Regions from separate parts of the Mus musculus genome. Here region 2 is linked to region 1. The links are chromatin contacts, called in public promoter capture Hi-C maps. All regions are on one chromosome and are shown on one strand. The core of a region is the stretch at or near the end of the contact, and the rest is flanking DNA. Distances in the headings are between cores, read along the strand shown. Region 1 holds the start of Arhgef39 (Rho guanine nucleotide exchange factor (GEF) 39). Region 2 holds the start of Zbtb5 (zinc finger and BTB domain containing 5).

Region 1 (4,917 bases), core at 1,917-4,416:
AAGAATCAGGCTGCCTGTGAAATCCACACTCATAGTTGTCTTCCACATGGCCTGATGTAAGAACTGGTCTCTGTCACGCTCTTCAAAAGACTTTATTTTACATCTATTTGGTGTATGTGTGTGTGTGTGCACATGCATGTGCCATGGCACACACAGGGGGCAGAGGGCAACTTGTAGTAGATGGTTCTCTCTTTCCACCATGTCGATTTTGGGGTTCCACCTCAGATCATCAGATTCGGTGGCAAGTGTCTTTACCCACTAAGCCATCTGACCAGTCTCTATTCAAAATGGTCCATGTCTCTTCTTTGTCCAGAATTCCAATCTCTTTACTGTGATTATTAACCAACCCCTCCCCGTGGGGCTTCTACCTCTGCTTCAAAGATGGGAACAGATTTTACCCACATCCATAGTTCCTTGAGGCAGAATTATGACATCTGTCCTCACTCGCTGGAGCGAGAGCTTCTCAGATAGGAGCCTTCGTTTTCATTTCCGCATCCCTAGTCCACAGCCCAGTGCCTAACATACCGTAGGTATTAAACAAATACGGCGTGCAAACATGAATGGCATTCTGGGCAACAAGACGGAGATTCACAAAGGCAGTGCAGAGTTTGGAGAGACGAATGAATAGTTTAGCTCTGGGAGCAAAGCTCAAGTGAAAGAGTGCTTGCATGGCACCCATGGCCCCCTGGAGTCAGTCTCCAGCACTGAAAAAGAAACAAACAAACAAAGCAAAAAAGTGCATGCGCGCAGGAGCACACACACACAAATTATCTGACCAGAACATTAGGTGGAAGAGCAAGAGACAAGACTGGTTTCTTGGGTGAGGTTTTGAAGACCTGGAAGTCGGGAAATAAAATGATCAGACTTTGGCAGGCAGTGGGGGGGGGGGGGTAACCATTAGAGTCTCATATGTAGATTCAAATAATCATGCTCAAATTTGCCTTCTACTTAGCTGTGAGCCCCTCCACCTATTCACCCCTAGGCTCCTCCAGGGTCTTAACCTGCCCCCTTACCCAAGACCTGACTGGGCCAGGATACATGCATGGATTTCTTGCCTCCTCAGCCCAACTCCACGGGGGCCCAGCTTCCTTCTTTCCCCTGCCCTGCCAGGGCCGGGAAGCAGGCCAGGCCTAGCAGAGGCCAGGAGCTGGGTGGTGCCAGGGAGAACCTATACAGTGCCAGGTGGTGCCTTGGGTTCCAAGCTGAGCTGGTGATCCTGATAACCTTCTTTCTGCCTATGAACACACCTGCCCCTCACCCCAACCCTACCCATTACCGCACCAATGTCCAGGCTTTGATATCGGGGAGGGGGCATAGGGCCAGACAGAACCTGTGGGACTTTGGCTCCATCTCTACAAAAGGGCACTGTGAGTCAGCCTGCTCCCCTCAAGGCTTGCTCCTCCCCTACCCAGCTCCTATTTCCGATGCACGTACAGCCCGTCCACAGTGTGTCCTGGGACACCCCAGTCAGCTGCATGGCCTCCCTGGGCCCCAGCCCCTGGGCCCCTTTGTCGACCCCAGCCCCTACTGCACAGCTGCTGCTGTTCCTGCTGCTCCAAGTGTCTGCTCAGCCCCAGGGCCTGTCCGGGATGCAGGGGGAGCCCTCCTTGGGAGACAGTTCATCTGGGGAGGATGAGCTGGGCGTGGATGTTCTGCCCAGTGAAGAGGATGCACCTGAAGAGGCGGATCCACCCGATGGGGAGGATCCACCTGAAGTTAATTCTGAAGACAGGATGGAGGAGTCCCTTGGGTTAGAGGATCTATCGACTCCCGAGGCTCCTGAGCACAGTCAAGGTTCCCACGGGGATGAAAAAGGTAAGTGGTCATTAACTTCCAAATCTAGGCTCAGGTAAGTTTATGCCTTGTCCTCCCCCACTCCCCTCTCTTCCCCGAAATGCTAGCTGAGAGCATTCGGCAATTATACTCTAATAGGTAGTCTTTCCCCCCTAAAAGGAGAGAAGAAAAAAAAAGCCGAGAATAGGGGGAAATTAAAGAGGAAATAGAACTGGGAATGGACAGAGGGGGAAAATAAGTGTGTGTGTGTGTGTGTGTGTGTGTGTGTGTGAAGAGAGGGAGGTAGAGAGAATGAGAGACAGACAGACAGAGACAGACACAGAGAGACAGAGACAGAGAGATGAAAAGGGAAGAGAAGGGGGCTCCTGGAAGACACACAAGGAGCTCACAGCCGTTACTCACCTATGATTTGCGGTGTGGGAAAAGACAGGTGGAGGAACTTTGGTTTGCTCTGGGGGCGGAGGATGAGATAAGGTCTTATTGTGTAGATCGGATTGGCCTTGAACTAGTTCTGCCCTTTACCTTCTTCTTCCTCCGAGTTCTGGGATTTCAGGTGTGTGCGCCACCGTGCTTGGCTCTAAGCCAGGAACTTTAGACAGGAAAGAGAGATGAGTGGGAAGGTGGGTGAGTAAGGGAAAAAGAACGATGATTTGGATCTCAAACTGAAGCCGTGCCTACAGACCCTAGTTTGCAAACTATCGGTAGGGCTACTGATGGCTCCTGCAGTGATGGTGGCGGTGGCGGAGTCCCAGCTGGTGGTAGTCCACTGTGCTTCACACCAGCCTTGCTACATTCCTTTCTATTACGTGCAACACTCTTGTAAGACATCCGGGGCTGTGAGGCCCCCTGCCAGAGCGGGAGGGAATATTTTTTTATTCTGGGCACTGGGAAGGGACTGGGCTGTAAGAGTGGGCTTATTAATTCTTCTCATTTATGCAGGGGGTGGCCACAGTCATTGGAGCTATGGAGGTAAGACACGGCCGGCTACACAGACCCAATCTGGGAGCCCAGCCCTGGTGATCTGCCGCACCAACATTCCCAGTAGTAGCCCTAGACTGGACCCAGGTCCTACTCTATGGCCCCCCTCCCGCGCCCCGCACTCCCCCACGCCAGTCCCTGGAGCGCCCCCCCTTCCTCCCACCCCAAGCGTCCTGACTCCACCCCTCACTTATCCTAACGGTTCTTGTCCAAATCGCTAGACTTCTTGCACCTTTTCCTCTCATCCCAGGCACCCTACTCTGGCCCCAGGTGTCCCCAGCCTGTGCTGGCCGCTTTCAGTCCCCGGTAGACATCCGCCTGGAGCGCACCGCATTCTGCCGCACTCTGCAACCCCTGGAACTTCTGGGTTATGAGCTCCAGCCTCTCCCGGAACTGAGCCTATCCAACAATGGCCACACGGGTGAGGTGTCTGGGGCGGGACCTATGGAGGGGAGTGGCAATCAAGCTGTGCACTTAGGAGTTCTGCTGGTGCTCACGCTCACGTGTGGGTAGACTTCTCACTTGCCACTCCCCACGCAGTACAGCTGACTCTGCCGCCGGGGCTGAAGATGGCTCTGGGACCTGGGCAGGAATACCGGGCCTTGCAGTTGCATCTACACTGGGGAACTTCAGATCACCCAGGCTCAGAACACACAGTCAATGGTCACCGTTTCCCTGCTGAGGTGGGGACTGGGCTGTCCCAAGAAGAAGCAAGAGGGTATGATCAGAGGTCTGGCCACTATCTGATCCTTCCATCCTCTCTAGATCCACGTGGTGCACCTCAGTACTGCTTTCTCCGAACTTCATGAAGCCTTGGGCCGCCCAGGAGGCCTGGCAGTTTTGGCTGCCTTTCTGCAGGTACCCTATTTGACATTCACGTCCTGTGGGTTCATGCATCTGGCTAGCAGAGACACCATTCCAAGCACAAGCGCAAGCTGGTCAATTAGCTCTCAGCCCCATTCACTCCTTTGTTCATTCACTCAGCACCAGCAGGGAACCAGGAAGCAGACTAACACAAGGCTTCCTTTAGGAGGAAGGCTGTCTTGACAGTCATAAGTGACGAACACGGAAAAAATAATGGCCACAGAGGAGGCGAAACTTAAATCTTTCACTGATGGGAAACAAGGAGGAATACTGCACAGAGAGAGGTCAGCGTGAGCAAGGCTGGAGTATGGACCAGTTAGGGAGTGCCACAGCAACAAGCTATGCCCTGGGAAGAGCCATTTCTCTGCTGCTTCTGTGGCCCCTCACTTCCCCTTCATGAAGTGCAGTATTCAGTGACCTCTTTGTACCTGTAATAATCAAGAACGTACACTCCAAGGTGGGAGGAAGCCAGGAAGTGAGGACGCCTATGAGACTTACCAGTGTGACATTCACAGCACAAAGTTCAGGGAAGTTCCTCAGGAGCAGGCGGGCAGGCGTGAGTTATTAAAGTGAACGCAAAGGCAGTACAAGTATAACATACATGATGGTCTTCTTCAGGAAACCACGGCGTGTGTGTGTGTGTGTGTGTGTGTGTGTGTGCGAGAGAGAGAGAGAGAGAGAGAGAGAGAGAGAGAGAGAGAGAGAGAGAGAGAGTGTAAATAGTGATGAGTGAAACGATGGACCTAGATCTTGAGGGCCAGGCAGCCTGGGAAACTTTCTCCCCTTCAGTTTGCCATTGCTAATTCATTTGCAAAGCAAGAGTAATAGAACTTGAATAAGATTGTATATTCCCCAGCATCCTTAGAGGTGAGGAACGGGGAAAGACTATGGGAACCCCATCCCATGCCCAGGCTTCCAGCTGTAGTCCTAGAAATGGGTATCAATTGGCCTTGTACTATATCCCGTGTTCACCCCTGCAGGAGAGCCCAGAAGAAAACAGTGCTTACGAACAGTTGCTGTCCCATTTGGAAGAAATCTCGGAGGAAGGTTGGTGGCTTGCCCAGTGAACAATGAACATAGATGGAGGGAGCTGAGGGTGAACTGGCTCTGACTGGTGATAGCTAAACTGATGAGAAACACAGGGGATAGGGAAACTACTGTCCACAGGCTTGACAATTAGAAATCAAAGCCAAACAGAAAATAACATTAGAGAAAACAAGCAAAGCTGAGTCTGGCCGTGGTGGCCTCCCTGGTCTATAGAGTGAGTTCCAGGCCGGTCAG
Region 2 (4,556 bases), core at 851-3,350, 1.5 Mb after region 1:
GATAGCATCCCTGTTAATAAAGGGCAGGTGCAGTCAGCACACATGCTCACAACTAACACAAGGAAAACGCATTTACAGCTAATTTACATTCTGAGAAATCAGCTGAGTTGCAAGTTAACATGGAAGCTGTATTTTGGGTTCTTTTTTTCCCCCTTTCTTAGGAAAACTGGAGGCTGACTCAGGAGTCTATCAGCACGGAGGCACCGTCTGCCGCTCACTCAGCACAGGATTTTTAATAGGATGGAACTAATGTTAAGAACTTTAAATACTAAAAAGTGCATTTTGCTGTCCAAATAATTTTTTAAAAAATTCTAATTAAATTTAATTCTAATTGGATAGTCTAGAGTAGTCTCTTCTGAACACACTGACCCTTAAAATTAGGGAAACACCCCTTCTTTAAAATGCTTTTCCCCAAAATCTCATTACTCATCAATTCAGCAGAATTCTGCTGGAAACACATCTAGAATAAAAAACGGCCAGCACCCCAGCAGACAAAAAAAAAGTTTTGTTTTCACCCAACTTTTAGGGAAGGGGGAAAAAAAAGCAAATCTTCCGAAAACAGACTTCTCACAAAGTCCTACTTCCATTTACTTAGCAAAACCCCAGTGCCCAGAATGAGCCCTCGATCTATTGACCTTACCTGGCGGGTCACCAAGGCTGCAGCAGAGGCCAGCTCTGTCTCTCCTCTTCCCAAGCTCGCTGAGATTTCCAGAAGGGTTAAAGTGGCCTTCCTTTAGCTTGCAAGCTTTTCTCTTAACACTCTCTTTTGCCCATCTCCTTTCCCCTACCCAGTAAGCCTTTAGCTTACTGCCAACCACGAGACTTTTCAGAAAATGAAAGCAAAAATCTCTAGCAAACTAACGAAGTGCCCGGTCCACTTTTTAAAACCATATAAAGTACACATGTCATACAAAGACAAATCACGAACGAGTAAGGCACAGTATTCCCTTCAATCTCTAAAAACCTAAATGTATGTAAATTCAACTCAGCAGTACAAGAACATATTTTGGAAATGTTTTTCTTTCAGTCCTTGAAAATTGCGAATTTTATTAATTTTAATTACCTAGACTCAGATCACGCTACTAAGGTAATCAAGAGTCTTTGACCCAAAAATTTTCCTCCAAAAATAAAAATAACCAAAATGTGGTTCCTACAGTGTTCGCCACGATGCTCGGACGCAGACTGACCATAGTAAGTGGCACTTTAGAAAAACAAAACAAAGCAGAAACCCTTAAACCGCTCCCTTATTTCTACTGTTGTTTATGTGCTAAGCAGTCGGTCCTCCAGGGGAAGATGGGACCGCTGTCTCTTACCACCGCACCCCACAGCTCCTCGCACGAAGCCTGGAAGAAGTGGCCATTCAATAAATGCCTACTAAACACTTTTGTCTAACAAGTTGGGGCATTCCCAAACGCTGACTCCACCCCTGTCGTCGGCCGCTGGCTCCCGAATCCAGACAGCTTATGGCCTTGCTCTGATGAAACGAAACCTCATCGCTCAGGAGGACCCAGGGCAGGATCAAGAGAGCCACTCGCCTCCATCCCGCAGGGCAGCCGCTCCTCGGCTCATCCCGCTAGGATGCAGATCCCGAGCGCGGGTTCCCACAGCATCCCGAGAGGCTCCATGTCCAGCAGCAGATCTGCAGGGCACTAGTCCCTGCCCACCCCGCACCGACAGCCGGGCGTCGGGACACAGGGGACGCCTGCGCACAAGAACTGAGCTACCACCCTCCTGGCCCCACCGAGGCGAAGGGTAACAATACCCCTCAGCAGTAAGACAGGGTGGACAGGCGGCCCCGGAACGGCTGCGCGCTCCCCGATGCCTCGGCGCGCTCCCGGTGCACAACCGCCTGCACGTGAGCGCGCCCCGCGCGCGCGCGCCCAGGCCACTCTAGCTGATAGGGTCGCCTCACCTGAGCCGGGCTCCGCCCCCCTTCTCCTCGCAGGAGGAGGCGGTGGCCCTCCTCCGCTCGGACCGACCCTGAGGAAGGAGGCGGGAAGGTCCAGACTGGCTTCCCCGGCTGTGACTTCCGCCCGCCCCGCCCCTCGCTCCCGGCTCCTTCAGCCCGTTCGCGCGGTTCTTTGAGGACCCGGCGGAGGCCTACAGTAAACGGATGTGAGGTACCCATGTCACCGCCTCCACAGGCCTCCAATGGCCAATCATCAGGAGGGCGGGGCCACAGTAGGAGTGACGTTCTGAAAATCTGACCAATCCGCCATCCCAGGACCCCGGCTGTGTTTACTACCACAGCATCCGTGAGCGCTCTGACCAATCACAATTTGCCTTACAGCCCGTAAAACTGTTCTCAAAGATCTTTGAAGGCGGGACTTATCACTTAGCAACACCAGGTTTGGCCTGTAGAAAAGCTATTTTATGTCACGCCCAATCAGAACTCAGCATGAATAAGGAAAGCTAGTGTTTTCCGTCTACTTGAGCCAATCGCAATGACTACTGCCAGCCCTGAGTCCCTCCATTGGCTCGCGCTGACTGTGACCTGGAGTCTGAAGGACAGGTGACTTCCTCTCGCTGTGAGCTGGAGATTACTTCTAACTTGTAGGTTTGAGAAAAGATGTAAACGGAACCCCAAGAAGCCGAGTGAGACGAATGGCGAGCTTCACAATGAGTAGGAAATGCCGTCGGTCTAATGGTGGTTGGGTGGATCGTCGCCCGCATCGCGTCTCAGTTGCCCAGACGTCCAGCATAGCAACGGGAGGGTCGGAACTCAGTCCGACGTGTGCCCACCAAGCCATCAACTCCAGAATCAAGTTTACAGTCGCCACCACCTTAAAACTTCAGGGCTCAGCCCTCTTATCAATGCCGCAAAAGAGTCTGCTGGACCGGGTGGGAAAGAGGAAGGCCCGGCTGCCGCCTTGGCCTCTTGCGGTATACCACCGAGCAGTAAAATCAAGATTATGTGTTCTAGATAGCTTTCCTGTTACTTTGATAAAACTGAACAAAGCAGTTTGGAAGAGGAAGTGTTTACTGGGCTTATCACCATGGTTTCGGAAAGTCCTGGGAAGAATTCAAACAAACCGTAGACTAAAGCTACCTCCTGGCTTGGGCTCAGCTGTCCTTGTGCTCAGTTCACGCCTGCGTGAGAATGGACAGGCCACAAGGGATGAGCCCTACTAAGTCAATTAATAAGCAAGCAATCCCTTTTCCCAAGTGAAGGATAGTATAAAATTCTTAGTTGGTTCACAAGCTAATAGGGTTTCCTAGGGCTTCATCCATCCTTAGTTTGCACCAGTTCCCAACCCCAATAAACCCATATAAAAACCACACAATCCAGTTATAAATATAAGCTATGTACCTAGACTGGACAGCTCTAGCACTGTGCTAACTTATTCCCCAGCTGCGAGACCCTTTGCTATTTGCAGTTTCTCCTGGCCACGTGGTTCTGCTCCTCCTCTTCTTCAGTCCTCTCCCCTTCCCTTCTCCTCTCTACCTGTCCCTACTCTCCAAGACCTCCCACCTCTCCCCTCCCCTGCCCAATTACAGGCCTCAGCCTTTATTGACCAGTTAAAATGGGGAAGAGGATGCCCTCAATACCCTCCCCTTTCCCTCATCCCAGTTTCCTTTCCAGATTAACCCTTTAGCTCCTGACATTCTCTCCCTTTTCTACCATCCACTCCCACTACAAAATGTTTTTTAAGAGAGCATACAGAGCCGAATACAGTAGAATAATAATTACACAAAAATAGAACCTGGTGTGGTAGCTCACACATTTTATCCCAGTACTGGGAGGCAGAAGCAGATGGACCACTATGAGTTTGAGTTTGAGACCAGCCTGGTCTACACAATGTGTTACAGACCAAGCAGGATTATATAGTAAGACCCTGTTAAAGAAGAAAAAGTGCATATGCACAGAGATAAACCCAAGAGATGAAACAGAATGTTAGCAATGGCTCTCTTAAAGGGATGTGAGATTATGGGTTACTACAATTTTATTATCCATAGTTTCTGTGTTTTATACTAGTATACATCCAATATGTGTTATTTTGGTAATTGTTTTAATGATTTAATAAATGTCATGAAAATGAGAACACTTATATGTTTAACAAGATTTAATATAAAGCACTGATTCTTTTTTTTGTTGTTTTTGTTTTTGTTTTTTGAGACAGGGTTTCTCTGTATAGCCCTGGCTGTCCTGGAACTCACTTTGTAGACCAGGCTGGCCTCAAACTCAGAAATCTGCATGCTTCTGCCTCCCGAGTGCTGGGATCAAAGGCGTGTGCCACCACCGCCTAGCTCTTTGTTTTTATTTTAAATTTTTTTGCCATGTTTCATTTATTACTGTTATTGTTGTACGTGTGTGTATGTGCACATGTGCATGCATGCAGGTGCCTCAGCACATAGAGAAAAGCTTGCTGCAGTTGTTTCTGTCTCCGCTTTGATGTTTATAGGGGTTGAGCTCAGTTGCTAATCTTTCACAGCAAGTGCCTTTTCCCACGGAACCACCTCATTGGCCCCAATTCATCTTTTTATTAAAGAATATTGCAAGAATGTTGTGACTTAACATTAACAAAGTTAAAAGCATCAATTTAGCAAAGTCACCT

The links. Promoter capture Hi-C pulls out the DNA fragments that hold promoters and counts their contacts.
Region 2: a promoter capture Hi-C map of liver shows a contact between it and region 1, with 4 times the contacts expected there. The contact joins the promoter of Zbtb5 here to the promoter of Arhgef39 in region 1.

The regions. Positions count from the first base shown.
Region 1 is chr4:43,505,581-43,510,497 of GRCm38.p6, forward strand. Arhgef39 (Rho guanine nucleotide exchange factor (GEF) 39) reads right to left here and starts at 3,167. Exons shown (of 12, transcript NM_001013377.3): 1 at 3,005-3,167; 2 at 2,197-2,383. Car9 (carbonic anhydrase 9) reads left to right here and starts at 1,446. Exons shown (of 11, transcript NM_139305.2): 1 at 1,446-1,815; 2 at 2,734-2,763; 3 at 3,023-3,193; 4 at 3,313-3,455; 5 at 3,538-3,630; 6 at 4,617-4,683. The coding sequence starts at 1,476.
Region 2 is chr4:45,010,312-45,014,867 of GRCm38.p6, forward strand. Zbtb5 (zinc finger and BTB domain containing 5) reads right to left here and starts at 2,101. Exons shown (of 2, transcript NM_173399.3): 1 at 1,913-2,101. It overlaps 1700055D18Rik (RIKEN cDNA 1700055D18 gene), which reads left to right and starts at 2,499. Exons shown (of 1, transcript NR_166789.1): 1 at 2,499-4,040.